Linked DNA regions of Mus musculus: regions 2 and 3 are each linked to region 1. A link is a contact called in public Hi-C and HiChIP or PLAC-seq data. All regions are on one chromosome and are shown on one strand. Each heading gives the region's core, a stretch centred on a gene start, on an enhancer-like site or on the middle of the called end of the contact. The rest is flanking DNA. Distances are from core to core; before and after follow the strand shown. Region 1 holds the start of Pdzd2 (PDZ domain containing 2). Region 2 overlaps Pdzd2 (PDZ domain containing 2). Region 3 overlaps Pdzd2 (PDZ domain containing 2).

Region 1 (3,765 bases), core at 795-3,294:
CACGCCTGGCTTTAGTTGGGGTCCGGAGATTCAAACCCAGATCCTTACGATTGCATGGCAAGTGAGTCGTCTCCCCAACACACTAGTAGTAGCTCGCTTTGCTTTTGTTCGTGTTTTAGAGAGGCTGGCTATTTGACTGGACACCATGATGCACTGAACTTTAGAAACATCCTAAGATCTGTTTTTTGCTTCCACGTACTCCCAGCTCCTCAACTTAGCACACCTGGGAAGGGCTCTGTTGTCATGAATGAAGTGCTACTTTTGTAGCAGATGAGGAGGAAGAGGGCACCTGATGCTTGTGTTGTGAGGGATCTCAGTAGAGCCTGGAAAGGGAGAGTGTCCTTCTGACAAAAGAAACACTCTTCTTGTTGGAGCACAGAGCGGGCTGGAAGGACTGGAACCGGCTGAGTGAGAGGGAGCAATGAGAACCTTTGGAGTGGTGACCATTTGCATATTCAGTTGCGAGCTGGATGCATAGCAGCGCTGTGCCAGGTGGGGAGTACAGAGGCTTAAAAGACACAGGTGGCCTCTTCATGGCTCCTGAGATTGGGAGGGGGTGGTGGCAGCTGAGCCTGGGATCGCTGAACAAACAGATAGCACTGCATAATTGTGGGAGGATTTTTAGTGGCATCCTAATAACACCTTTCTAGGCAATGGTGCCTATTTCATTGAACACCTCCTAAGCGCTACACAGAACAATCCACTGCTCCGTTCTGCATGGTAAGGGTTTTCTCTATAGACAGGAGGAGAAGCTTTCAGGCGGTGAAGACTGCCGTTTATAATACCCAGGCCTGGATTTGTATAGACATTGATCTCTGTGGATTGGGAATTATAAACGCCAAGGAAAAGCTGAATCCAAGAACCCCAACACTTGCTGAAAATACTATCTAGAAACGCCTTGGGTCTACTCTGGTCTCTGGTGCTGAGGGACACTCCATGAGGGCTGCAGGTGACGTAGCTGCTCTTCCAAGAGAGCAGCTCTTAATGCTTTGCTGGGCAAATCTAGAGCCTAGCCATGCTCCAACGTATCCTCACCTCCCTCAAAGCAAAAGATTTCCAATTACTGTTCTGCAGAAAATGTCAAAAGCATTATTCACCAACTCATGATCCCGAGGTTTGTAATTTTTCCTATGTTTTTACCCTTATCTGCCAGCACTTGAAAAAGACCAGCTTTTTCCTCTCAAGAGAGCTTAATTTGCAGAGCCGTGCGGTCTCCCTATTATGTTCTTATCGTCCTCTCCCTGTGGTAGGCAGAATGACAAGGATGACAAAAAAAAAAAAAAAAAAAAAAAGGGAACCAAAAATATTTGAAGACTTCCTGAAAATCTGTGGGATGAAGCATCCAAAAAGCTAGAGGCTCCCGTTTTCCCAGTGACCTGGAATAAAACGAAGGGCAGTTGGCCTTAGCTCTTGAGGTTCACTCAGAAGGAGGTTCACAACGTCCAAATCCTCCATCCTGGGGCCCATGGAATTTCCTCTAGCGGCTTAATTGAAGGATTAACAGCTCTGAGGTTCTTAAGACGCAAAGAGGTTCTCTCTCCCGAGGAATGCTCATACCAAGACTATATTAAGTATCCTAAGGACCAGAGGCCAGTGGATGGATGGTTGGCTTTTCTCCGGTCTCCCTGGGCCTCCCCACCCAATCTCTGATAAGGCAATTGACATTTTTCTCCGCTATGTGCTATGTTAAGTGCTATGCAAAAGGAAATTAAACCTCCTAGCTCTAGTTCTTCCACCTAGATGGCGCCCCAAGCCCTGCCTACATGGCGTTTCTGAGCCGCAGTCTCCCTGGATCGGTTCCTCCCAGGATCCCCAGGAAGCCGGCGCACTAGGACTGCTGTTTCCCTGGGAGAGCGGTCCTCCCCGCTCAGGGGCTTGCTCGGGGGAATCCCCGCCCACCTTGTCATTCCTGCAGGGGAATCCCCGCCCCCTGGGCCTGTCACTCCGGGAAGGTAGTTCCCGCCCCTCGGATCCAGCAGAGGGAAGGAATCCCCGCCCATTCTGGAGGCTCGGAGCATCCCTGCGCTGCGCAGCGAGAAGCTCACTCCCAGCGCCAGTGCGTACTAGCGGCGGGCAGTGGGACGCGGCGGGGCGGCTGCGGCGGGCGCCCTCCAAGCGCCCCACCGATCGCAAGACGCTCGGGATCGCGCCTCCGGCGGCAACCAGCAAACCCCTGCGGCGCGGCTTCTCCCGGCAGGCGCGGCAACAGCACCGGTGGTGGTGGTGGCAGGGGCGGCGGTAGCTGCGCCGGCACCGCCGGGCGGCGCCTGAGTCTGGACGCTCCAGGAGCGGCTCGAGCCTCCGCCGATCCGCGAACAGGTGAAGAGACCTGGCGCCGCAGCCGCGACGGGGGTGGGGCTTCGGGTGGGCTAGCGGGGTAGCTGAGCTCGATAACCCCAAGACGGTGTGCGCTGGAGAAAGTTCAGTGACAATCGGGTGTGGGGATCCCAGTTCAAGCAAAGAGGCGAGTGAGGGCACCCAAGTGGGTCCCCGCGTTAGGTGGCGCAAACTCCTCTTCCTTCTAGTGGGAGGTAAGAGGGGCACAGTGGAGGAGAGAGGTTGGGCGGAGCGAGATGGAGACAGCGGGATAACCGGAGGCGCCTTGCCTGGGACGCCTAAATCGGGCCAAGAATCCTTATCCCAGTGTGTTGGTTTGTCTCTCTACCTTAGCCAGTTACTGTTTTAAGGACCATCCTCCCGCGCTTCATCTCTCGCTAACCCCCCTGCCCACTAAGTGGCGCGAGAAAGAGTCCGCATGAAGAGCAAGGGCATCTTTGGGGGTTTAATGTCATCTGCCAGGGAGATAAGGGATGTTCCAGTAGGAAAGTATTTCTTCCTGAAGTCCCCCCCCCCAAAAAAAAAACCACCTGCCCGCCTTTCCCAATGAAGCACAAGACTGAATTGTGGTGGGGGGAGCATCTAGGACCCTGGACAGAAGTTTACCAGCGGCCCTTCAGCAGCCCTGCTCTCTGCATAGCTCTTGATAAGGGACCCTGGAGTCACACCAGGTCTGGCATGTGCTGGTGGCAAACACTGGAAAGTCGGACACTGGGGCATTCCAGAGTCCAGGCATATACTGGAGATTTGGGCATTGTGGAGGCCTGAGCTGGGGCTTGCCTCTTCCATGGGTTTTGCTTGACAAGTCACAATGAAGCTCCTGAAGGTTAAGTGGTTGTGGAGTGACCAAAGAAAGTGAGTTTCTCTTGCAGACACACCCCTGAATCTTCACAGCACTTCTCTTGGGGGGGGGGGGGGGGAGGAACCTCCCACATTCATCTCTGCTCCAGGCTTGGGCGATAGGGTCTCGACTGTTTCTACTGGGTCAGCTTTTTCTGGCCCGTGCCTTCTGGGTGGGAGCCAGGTAGGTACACGCTGGCAGGTGTGGTGTGGGAGGACTGCTTGTGAGGGCGGAATAAAATCTCTCAGAGCACACCCCTGGCTGTGGGTGGTTGTTCTAGCTCCATGAATTTCTTCTTCTATTTGGATGAGCCAGGAACTGCTGCTACTATAAAAGCTACACCGTGGTGTGAGCTTGTGTGGTGTGTTACCGGGTAGGAGTAGCAGGGCTGGTAGGTGTTGGGAAAAAAATCAGAACCATGTGAGGTATATAAATGCATCCCCTTGGCATAGTTAATAACCGCCTAGAAAAAGAAAAAGGATATTGAATGGCGCTTTACATCTATCATTGAAATTGATTTTGGATGCACTTACGGCAGTTTACTATTTAAGGAAACGTATGATAATTCCTCTATTCATTTCAATCAT
Region 2 (3,765 bases), core at 474-2,973, 290 kb after region 1:
TGTCACCACCATGTTGGCTTGGATTTTCTTAGTACAGCCTGTCACCACCATGTTGGCTTGGATTTTCATTGGAGGTACTAGTGTTGTGGAGGCTGCACTCTCTGCCTGATGTCTCTTCTTCTTTCCACTGTCTCTTGATTCCCACCTTCCTGCTGACATCAGCCATCCTGATGCAAGTCTGTAAGGGACCTCTATGGCCTTTTGAAAACCTGATCATCATCAGGCCACTGTACTCTGAGCTACTGCATTGTCCCGCTGCCTGCCCATTGGCACATTGACAACGTAATCTGAAAATATTCCAATGACCATATGGTGTCTCTGTGTTCCTATTTTACTCCACAAAGGGGGGGCCTTATATGTCTTCTTTTTTTATATTTTTAACTTGCATTTGCATTGTTTTGCCTGCATGTATGTAAGAGTGCCCAGATCCCCTGGAACCGGAGTTTCAGACAGTTGTGAGCTGCCACGTGGGTGCTGGGAATTGAACCTGTGACCTCTGGAAGAGCATCCAGTGCTCTGAACCGTTGAGCCATCTCTCCAACCCCACGTATATGTCTTCCTGTCACCAGATCTAGCTCCATGCCTTGCACCTGGAGTGCTTTGTATATCCTTATTAATGAAGATGCCCTGAGACACCAAGAATAGATGGGACAATAGATTCTAACCTCAGTTCCTCTGTCCACATCGCTGTGGCCTCCAAACTGCCTTGTTTTTTCTCTGGGCTGATCTCTCGCCTGTAAACTGAGCACTGTGATCTGGTGACTAAGGGGCTTTAAGCCCTGACTAAACATTTTTCCTTTCTTACTGATTATCCTAAATAAGAAGGGAGACGCAAATGCTTTCAGAATAGGCTTGCAGGGAGGGCCAAACATTTACTGCAGTGAAATTCTGTTTCAATGATGTGTCTTCTCACATGTGGGGCAAAGATGCTATTATATAATGCTCTTTTGGCTTGCAGCAGAAATGAGGTCATTTAAATGCTACCTGGCAGCTCTCTCATGTGCTGCCCTGTTTTAGTAAATAAATCCTGGTGCTGGTTTCAGTGAAGCGTTGCCAGTGTGTGAACTCACACAGTAGCCGTGGCTTACAGGAAAGGCTAACCCTCTGTCGTTAGTACAGAAGCCCATAGATGCCTGTTTTTCATCATTTGGCTTTTTCTCCATAAACTCACAGGTGTGTCATTGCCCTTTAAGCCATTCTAATAGGAAACGAATGCTCAAGCCATCTGTCTAGACAGGGCCTGTCTTGGAATTCAGTTGTCTCTACAGCTAGATCTATGTCCACAAGCCAGTCACTGGCAAACACACAGGTCTCCCTTCTGGAAGAACCTCTTAATGTCTACCTCAGTGGTGCCCAGAGAACCGTAAGATTTGCAGATAAGCATTCTACACTGGTTACTGCCTCTGTGCTCATGGAATGTTGCTATGCTGTGTCCTAGTTGCTAGAGAATCCATTTGGTGCGTTAGCTGAACTGGCTCCCTGGCTCCATGTCTTTTAGAACTCAGAAGGGGTTATAAGCAATAAAGGAGCCTATAAAATATCAGATAATGACAAATGCCACTAGTAACCTAAACTAACGTGAAGAGGGGAGTTGTCGGGACTGTCACCCGCAGCGGTAGTTGATATCAGGTGTCAGCAAAAGCGAGCTCCCTAAAGAGGTGCTATGTGAGCTGAGCCATGTCCTGGAAGACCAGCCCTATGAGAAGGTCTCAGGAGAACCAGCAAAAGCAGCTGCAAACAGCAGGAGCAATAGGTTGTTCCAGGAACACGAAACAGCCCTAGGAGAGGACAGGATAGCTTAGCAAGTTGTTTTGTACAGTCCAGAGAATGATCTATGATAGCCATAGTACATCCTTTTCCAGTGAGTTGATTAAAAGTGTGTAGCCAGCCAGAGTATAGCAATTAGATAGGTAGCTATCAAAATACCATTAAACCAAGTATTCAAAACACCCCGCAGAAATCAAATTGGGGAAGCCCCCCGAAGGCAGCCAGTTGAGTTCCCAATAAAGAGACTCCTAGGCAGATCAAAAGGACCCCTCCTCCAGTGGGGCTTCAAGTAAAGAATGAATGCCAACGGAGAGAGAGAACACCATCAAATACGGAGCTCACAGTGTCCAGCTGAAACTGGCTTGAGACAGTCAGCTGCAGTCCTGACTGAGCCTTCACCAGGGTTGAGCTTCCAACGACTGACCTTCCAGCTTCTCCTCTCCATAGTAGACACTTTCTATTGGATATTTTCTTTATTTACATTTCAAATGTTATCCTCTTTCCTGGCCTCCCCCCCACCCCACCCCAAACTCTCTATCCCATCCCCTCTTCCTCTGCTTCTGTGAGGGTGTTCTCCCACCCACCCACTCCCTCCTCCCTGCCCTGGCATTCCTCTAAACTGGGGCATCATGCCTTCATAAGACCAAGGGCCTCTCCTCCCATTGATGCCCGACAAGGTCATCCTCTGCTGCATATGGGGTTGGAGCCATGTGTACTCTTTGGTTGGTGGTTTAGTCCCTGGGAGCTCTGGGGGGTCTGGTTGGCTGATGTTGTTCTTTCTATGGGGCTACAAACACCTTCAGCTCCTTCAGTCCTTTCTCTTACTCCCCCATGGATAAACAAGTTTGAATGCCTCTTGGAATTGGTTCCTCCTCTAACTTTTCTGAAAGCTACAGTGTTGTGTATTGTTGTTGTTTGTTTGTTTGTTTCTTTGTTTCCCTCTCTGTTACAGTGTTAGGGTGGCCATCCAATCCCCAGACAAGGAACTCGGAGACAAACCCGGTTCTGAAATAGGGGAGCACAAGTTTGAGAGCTCACTTCTCAGTAAGCTCAAACAACCCCATGAATGTTCATGGTAGTCAGAAGGGCATGTCCACAGGACCACAGAGTATGGGCCTTGTTCTCAGCCCACAGCTTGTTTCAGCCCCTGAGGGGCAGAAGCAGGGGATGTTCTGGCTTGTCCTTCTAAAGCATTTCCTTTGGATGTTTAGTAGCGAATATCCTGTAGAACCAACTGGTGAGCTCAGAGACCAGATTGCAGGCTTTTATGACCGCTCAAGCCAAGGGCACTAGTGGCTTTGGTAGGAGTGCTGGTGGAGAAGATGAGGAACTTGATGTGGGATCTATACATGGATGTGAAGCTGACACACTCTCTATTTGTTAGCCTTTTCCTGCTGAGATGAGAAATCCAGGAGTCTATGATGTCTGAGTTAGAAACTAGGGTGGAGTTGTAAGCCGGCAGTTGGAACTACATCCACTATTGTTCTGTTTAGGAGAGCCTATTTGCATTTGACCCAGACTGACACTAGCCTAGTGAATTTGAAATATTTGTTTCAGTTTTAAGTAAGCCTTCCTTTAGCCCCAATCAGCTAAATTTCACAGCAAGAATTATACAGTTTTTGGGGGGTGGGTATGGGGGACTTTTGGGATAGCATTGGAAATGTAAACGAGGAAAATACCTAATTAAAAAATAAATAAAAAAAGAATTATACAGTTAATTGATAACTGATAGCATTTTCCTCTGATGCTATGTCTTCATTTGAACTCCTCCAATAGACCGAAATATTACAAGCGAGGACGTGTTCATTAATCTCATTGGAGCTCCCCCTTAGAATTTCTGCATTTGATTGTGGGGAAATCATCTTATTGAATAAAAGTAGAGAAGAGGGGGTGATAGCATGGCTCTGATGGCCAAGTGCTTGCTGGACCACATGAGGACTTGGGTCTGGATGCCTAGCACACATGTAAAGGCAGGTGTGTACATGTCTCTAACCCAGT
Region 3 (3,765 bases), core at 757-3,256, 260 kb after region 1:
ATGCTGCAGGTGAGCAAGTATATGCAAGTCCCAGGATGTTGTTTTGTATCCAGAAGGCAGTGGCTGCCTTCCTTCCCCCCTCTTTTGTTGTCCTGGGTGGCAAAAAGCTTCAAGATCTAGCCTTTTCGAATGACAGAGGTTTGGACTGTGTGTTCCAAGTCTGATTTGAAACCAGACAGCTTTTAATATCTGTGAAAATCTGCTGCAGATGTTCAACAAGCAGATTCCCCCTAAAATAAAGCTTTATTCATCCTCCCAGGAAATGGTTCTGCACAGCCAGGAAGAGATACTCGGGTAGTCCATGCTGATTAGTCTCAGTGTTGGGCAGCCACTACACGTCTCCTCGGAGCTGCACGAGTTTAGGGGAAGAAGGCACAAAGAGACAATATACATAAAATATAAAGAATTCATCCATACTAGAAGAATATGTGAATTTACCATATGATAATTGATGTGTTTGTATAAAAAGATAAAAAAAGAGGAGATATGTTCTGTGGTGATGTGGTAAGGTATGGGGGAAGAGGATGTCTCAGCGGGGCCCATGCTGAGGCATCCCTTCCCCCTGAGGGACCAGCCACACGATGGTATAGTATAGAATAGAATTTATTCAGGGCACGGGGAGGGGAGTTAAGAAAGTAGTAGAGGCAGAGAAAGTGGGGAGGGGAGAGGGAAGAGAGAGGAGAGAGAAGTAGAGACTGGCCATGAGCATGTGGAGAGAGGGGGAAGGGAGGGGGCGAAGGGCAAGGGGACAGGAGAACAAGAGAGGGAGGAGGGGGCAAGCAACCCCTTTTATAGCCAGGCCTCCCTGGCTGTTGCTAGGTAACTGTGGGGAGGAGCTTGGACAGAATGATAACAATAATGGTTGCATGTGCTTTCATAGCCAAGGTCACCTGATGCTATGCAGGGCTGTAGGCTGGGGGGAAATTTTGTGAGGCGGGGGCTGTTCTGAGTTGGACTTTGATTCCTAAGCAGGTGTATATGGGCAGTGTGAAAGTGTGGAGACACAGGAATAGGGGGCTTCGTGAGTTCTATGAGCCTCAGCTCTGAGAAGCCCTCCTTCCCCCAGAAGAGTGGGTCCTGACATGCCAGCACTCACAGGTTGGCCAGGGGTGGCCTAAAGGGGGAAAGGAGGAGACTGAAAAGGCTTTAGCAGAACCGAACAAAAGATTTTATTGAAACATTAACACGGGAGCCTTGTGCTCAGTGGTTTCAGTCATTTCCAGTGACTTTAAGCCTGTTTACCCCTGCTGGGCTGCAGTAACACCTCCTGTGGTAGAATTACCTAGAGACTTGATGAGGGAGAAGAGCTTGTTCCAGCTGCTTTGTTCGTTAGTTCAAAGATAACCTTACTTTCTTCTTTATTATCGTGTGTGTGTGTGTGTACATGCATGTATATGTGTGGGACACATGCTTGTGTATGGAGCCACAAGGGTTTTTGTTTGTTTGTTTGTTTGTTTTTGCTTTTTCAAGATAGAGTTTCTCTGTGTAGCCCTGACTGTCCTGAAACTCACTATGTAGACCAGGCTGGCCTCGAACTCAGAAATCCCCCTGCCTCTGCCTCCCAAGTGCTGGGATTAAAGGTGTTCGCCACCACTGCCCAGCTGAGCCCCAAGGTTAATATCAGGAGCCATCATCCCCTGTAGCTCTTCCATCTTATTGAGGCAGACTCTCTCAATCAAACTCAGAGCATACTGATACAGCTAGTCCTACCAGCCAGCTTGCTCTGGGGGAACCCCCTGTGTACTGGTTATTTCTCTATTGCTGTTATGAAACACCATTGCCGAGGCAATTTACAAAAGATCTGGGCTAACAGCCCCAGGGGGTTAGAGTTCATGCTGGTGAAGTCAAGGTTCGGCAACAGGAACAGGAAGCTGGTGGCTTGCAAGCTGAACTCCAAGCAGGCTGGGAATGAACAGTTTAAGCTTGAAAACCTTAAAGCCCGCCCCCAGTGACATACTTCCTCCAACAAGGCCACACCTCCTAAGCATCCACAAACCTCAGTATCAGTGAGGGACCAAGCGTTCCAAAGCCTGACGCTGGGGGAGGGAGACTCACCCAGGCTTGCTATATCCAAACTGAGGCTCTTGTGCGCATACAAGCTTGTTAAACACTGAGCCATTTCCCTAACTTACACATTTTTAAAAATTAGAAAAGATTAACAACTAAAGCACACTAAGAGGAGCCAGTCCAGGAGACGTGACCAAGTGACGGTTTCCCCCTCATATGTAACAGAGGGACAATGTAAAACACCAGGTCGGAGCACAACAGCTTTGAGGTTGCAAGCATCAAGCAGTTCGCCAGAAATTAACGCTAAATATTACAGATTGGCAGGATTTTGGAAGCCCACAGAAGGCAATGGAAGTGTAACGATCTTGGCTTATGGGGCAAAAAGCAAGGAAGATTTGGTGGCCGAGGACCATGTTTGATGTCATGACTGTTAACACTAACTAGTACAGATAGAATAATGCATTTGGGATTCATCTGCACAGTTTTATGTATCAAAAGTCTGTTCCTTTGTACTGCCGAATTGCATTTCTGTGTATATATGTGCCACAGATGTCCATTGCTTCAATTTTGAATATAGGTTTTATTTCTGTTTCTGACTACATTTTGAACCAAGTTACATCTCCTTGGTTTTTGTTGTATTTTTTGGAAGGAAAAATCTAGTCAGCATCTTTAAAGGAAATCAGCCATTTTTCTAACATTATGCCCCTTTACTAAGTTGTAATTATTATACTTACAGAGGTGCCAGGACCTAACATCTCTTTAAATGGCCTTCAGTGTAAAGTTGGATGTGCCCCATTGAAAGTCTATTGTAATGATTTTGAGACATCGATGCCCATGGTTAATTGTATCATGAGTGCAGCACTCGGAAATTCAGGTTCGAGTGGAGAAGGGGTATCATGAAAGAGAGTGATGAGGAATAATTATGTGATGCAAATGTCTGGATTCAGACCCTTTGATTACAGAAAACCTCGGATTCCTCGACGTCAGTTGCAGGCTTGTGGGATGCTGCTCAGAGCCTGGAGATCCGTTCTAAACACTCAGTGATCATCACCAGGGCTGGTGAAGCAAATTGGTTGCTGCTTTTCACTGTGGAAAGCCTTGCTTTACTGTAACCTTCATTAAAGAACAGTCGTTTGGGATATACATTCCTCACCATAGTTCTTGCAGCTGGTGCATGGACTCTGTAGGCATCTTTTTAAACTTTATTATTCTAGTTCTCTTACTCCCTCTGTGCCCGTGGGGTGGGTGGGTGGGTGGGTGGGTACGTGTCCAGGTTCCACAGCATGCGTGTGGGGGTTAGAGGATAACTTTCAGGAGTTAGCTCTTTCTTACCATTAGAGGTCCCAGGGACCAGTACCACACTGTCAGTTCTGCACAGAATAGCTTTTCCCTGCTGAACCATCCCACTGGCTCAAAATTCTTTTAAGAATACCAGATTGTATTATATTACTTTGTTACCCATAAATAAATGACATCTCATCAAAATATTTTAATTGGTTTTAAATTCACAACAAAAAAACATCTGAAAAGAATCATTTGGGGACTTGCTCGAGCTAACATTCATCTGGAAGTGGGGGAGAGTGAGCGAAGAGCTCAGAAATTTTTTGCAAACTAAAAGCCGGGCAGGGTGCGTTCTCACCAGTCTGCGTGTTGTGCTTTAAAGCTGTAGTCATTAAGATAGTGTGGTGCGTGACTCAACCAACAGACCCGGAACAGGGGAGCGAGTCAAGACAGTCCTGTGTATAGCAAGAAGTTTCA

The links. Hi-C and Micro-C count contacts between places; a contact is called where the count stands out from the background. HiChIP or PLAC-seq counts read pairs in DNA pulled down with a chosen protein or histone mark.
Region 2: a contact with region 1 is called in an H3K4me3 HiChIP or PLAC-seq map of embryonic limb bud, with 4 times the contacts expected there. The contact joins the enhancer-like site here to the promoter of Pdzd2 in region 1. A contact is called at or near these places in 5 of 39 promoter capture datasets (the 3T3-L1 cell line, embryonic stem cells, hematopoietic stem and progenitor cells and 2 more), 1 of 15 datasets of contacts at CTCF or cohesin (the NIH/3T3 cell line), 3 of 115 datasets of contacts at active chromatin or transcription factors (embryonic limb bud, heart atrium and stem cell-derived neural progenitor cells) and 2 of 9 other capture datasets (adipose tissue and embryonic stem cells).
Region 3: a contact with region 1 is called in a Hi-C map of embryonic stem cells, with 2.1 times the contacts expected there. The contact joins the enhancer-like site here to the promoter of Pdzd2 in region 1. A contact is called at or near these places in 3 of 39 promoter capture datasets (the 3T3-L1 cell line, embryonic stem cells and hippocampal neurons), 3 of 484 Hi-C or Micro-C datasets (all in embryonic stem cells) and 1 of 115 datasets of contacts at active chromatin or transcription factors (stem cell-derived neural progenitor cells).

The regions. Positions count from the first base shown.
Region 1 is chr15:12,738,171-12,741,935 of GRCm38.p6, reverse strand. Pdzd2 (PDZ domain containing 2) reads left to right here and starts at 2,044. Exons shown (of 26, transcript NM_001081064.2): 1 at 2,044-2,319.
Region 2 is chr15:12,448,954-12,452,718 of GRCm38.p6, reverse strand. The region is part of intron 4 of Pdzd2 (PDZ domain containing 2); the gene reads left to right. Among named protein-coding and RNA genes, the nearest start is that of Gm52211, 41 kb to the left of the region's middle. Within about 2 kb of position 1,723, at least 19 of the 459 cell types and tissues checked have an H3K27ac peak or open chromatin away from gene starts, as enhancers often do. A contact at or near this core is called in embryonic limb bud, where this site is marked.
Region 3 is chr15:12,477,637-12,481,401 of GRCm38.p6, reverse strand. All of the region lies in intron 3 of Pdzd2 (PDZ domain containing 2), which reads left to right. Among named protein-coding and RNA genes, the nearest start is that of Gm52211, 12 kb to the left of the region's middle. Within about 2 kb of position 2,006, at least 68 of the 459 cell types and tissues checked have an H3K27ac peak or open chromatin away from gene starts, as enhancers often do. A contact at or near this core is called in embryonic stem cells, where this site is marked.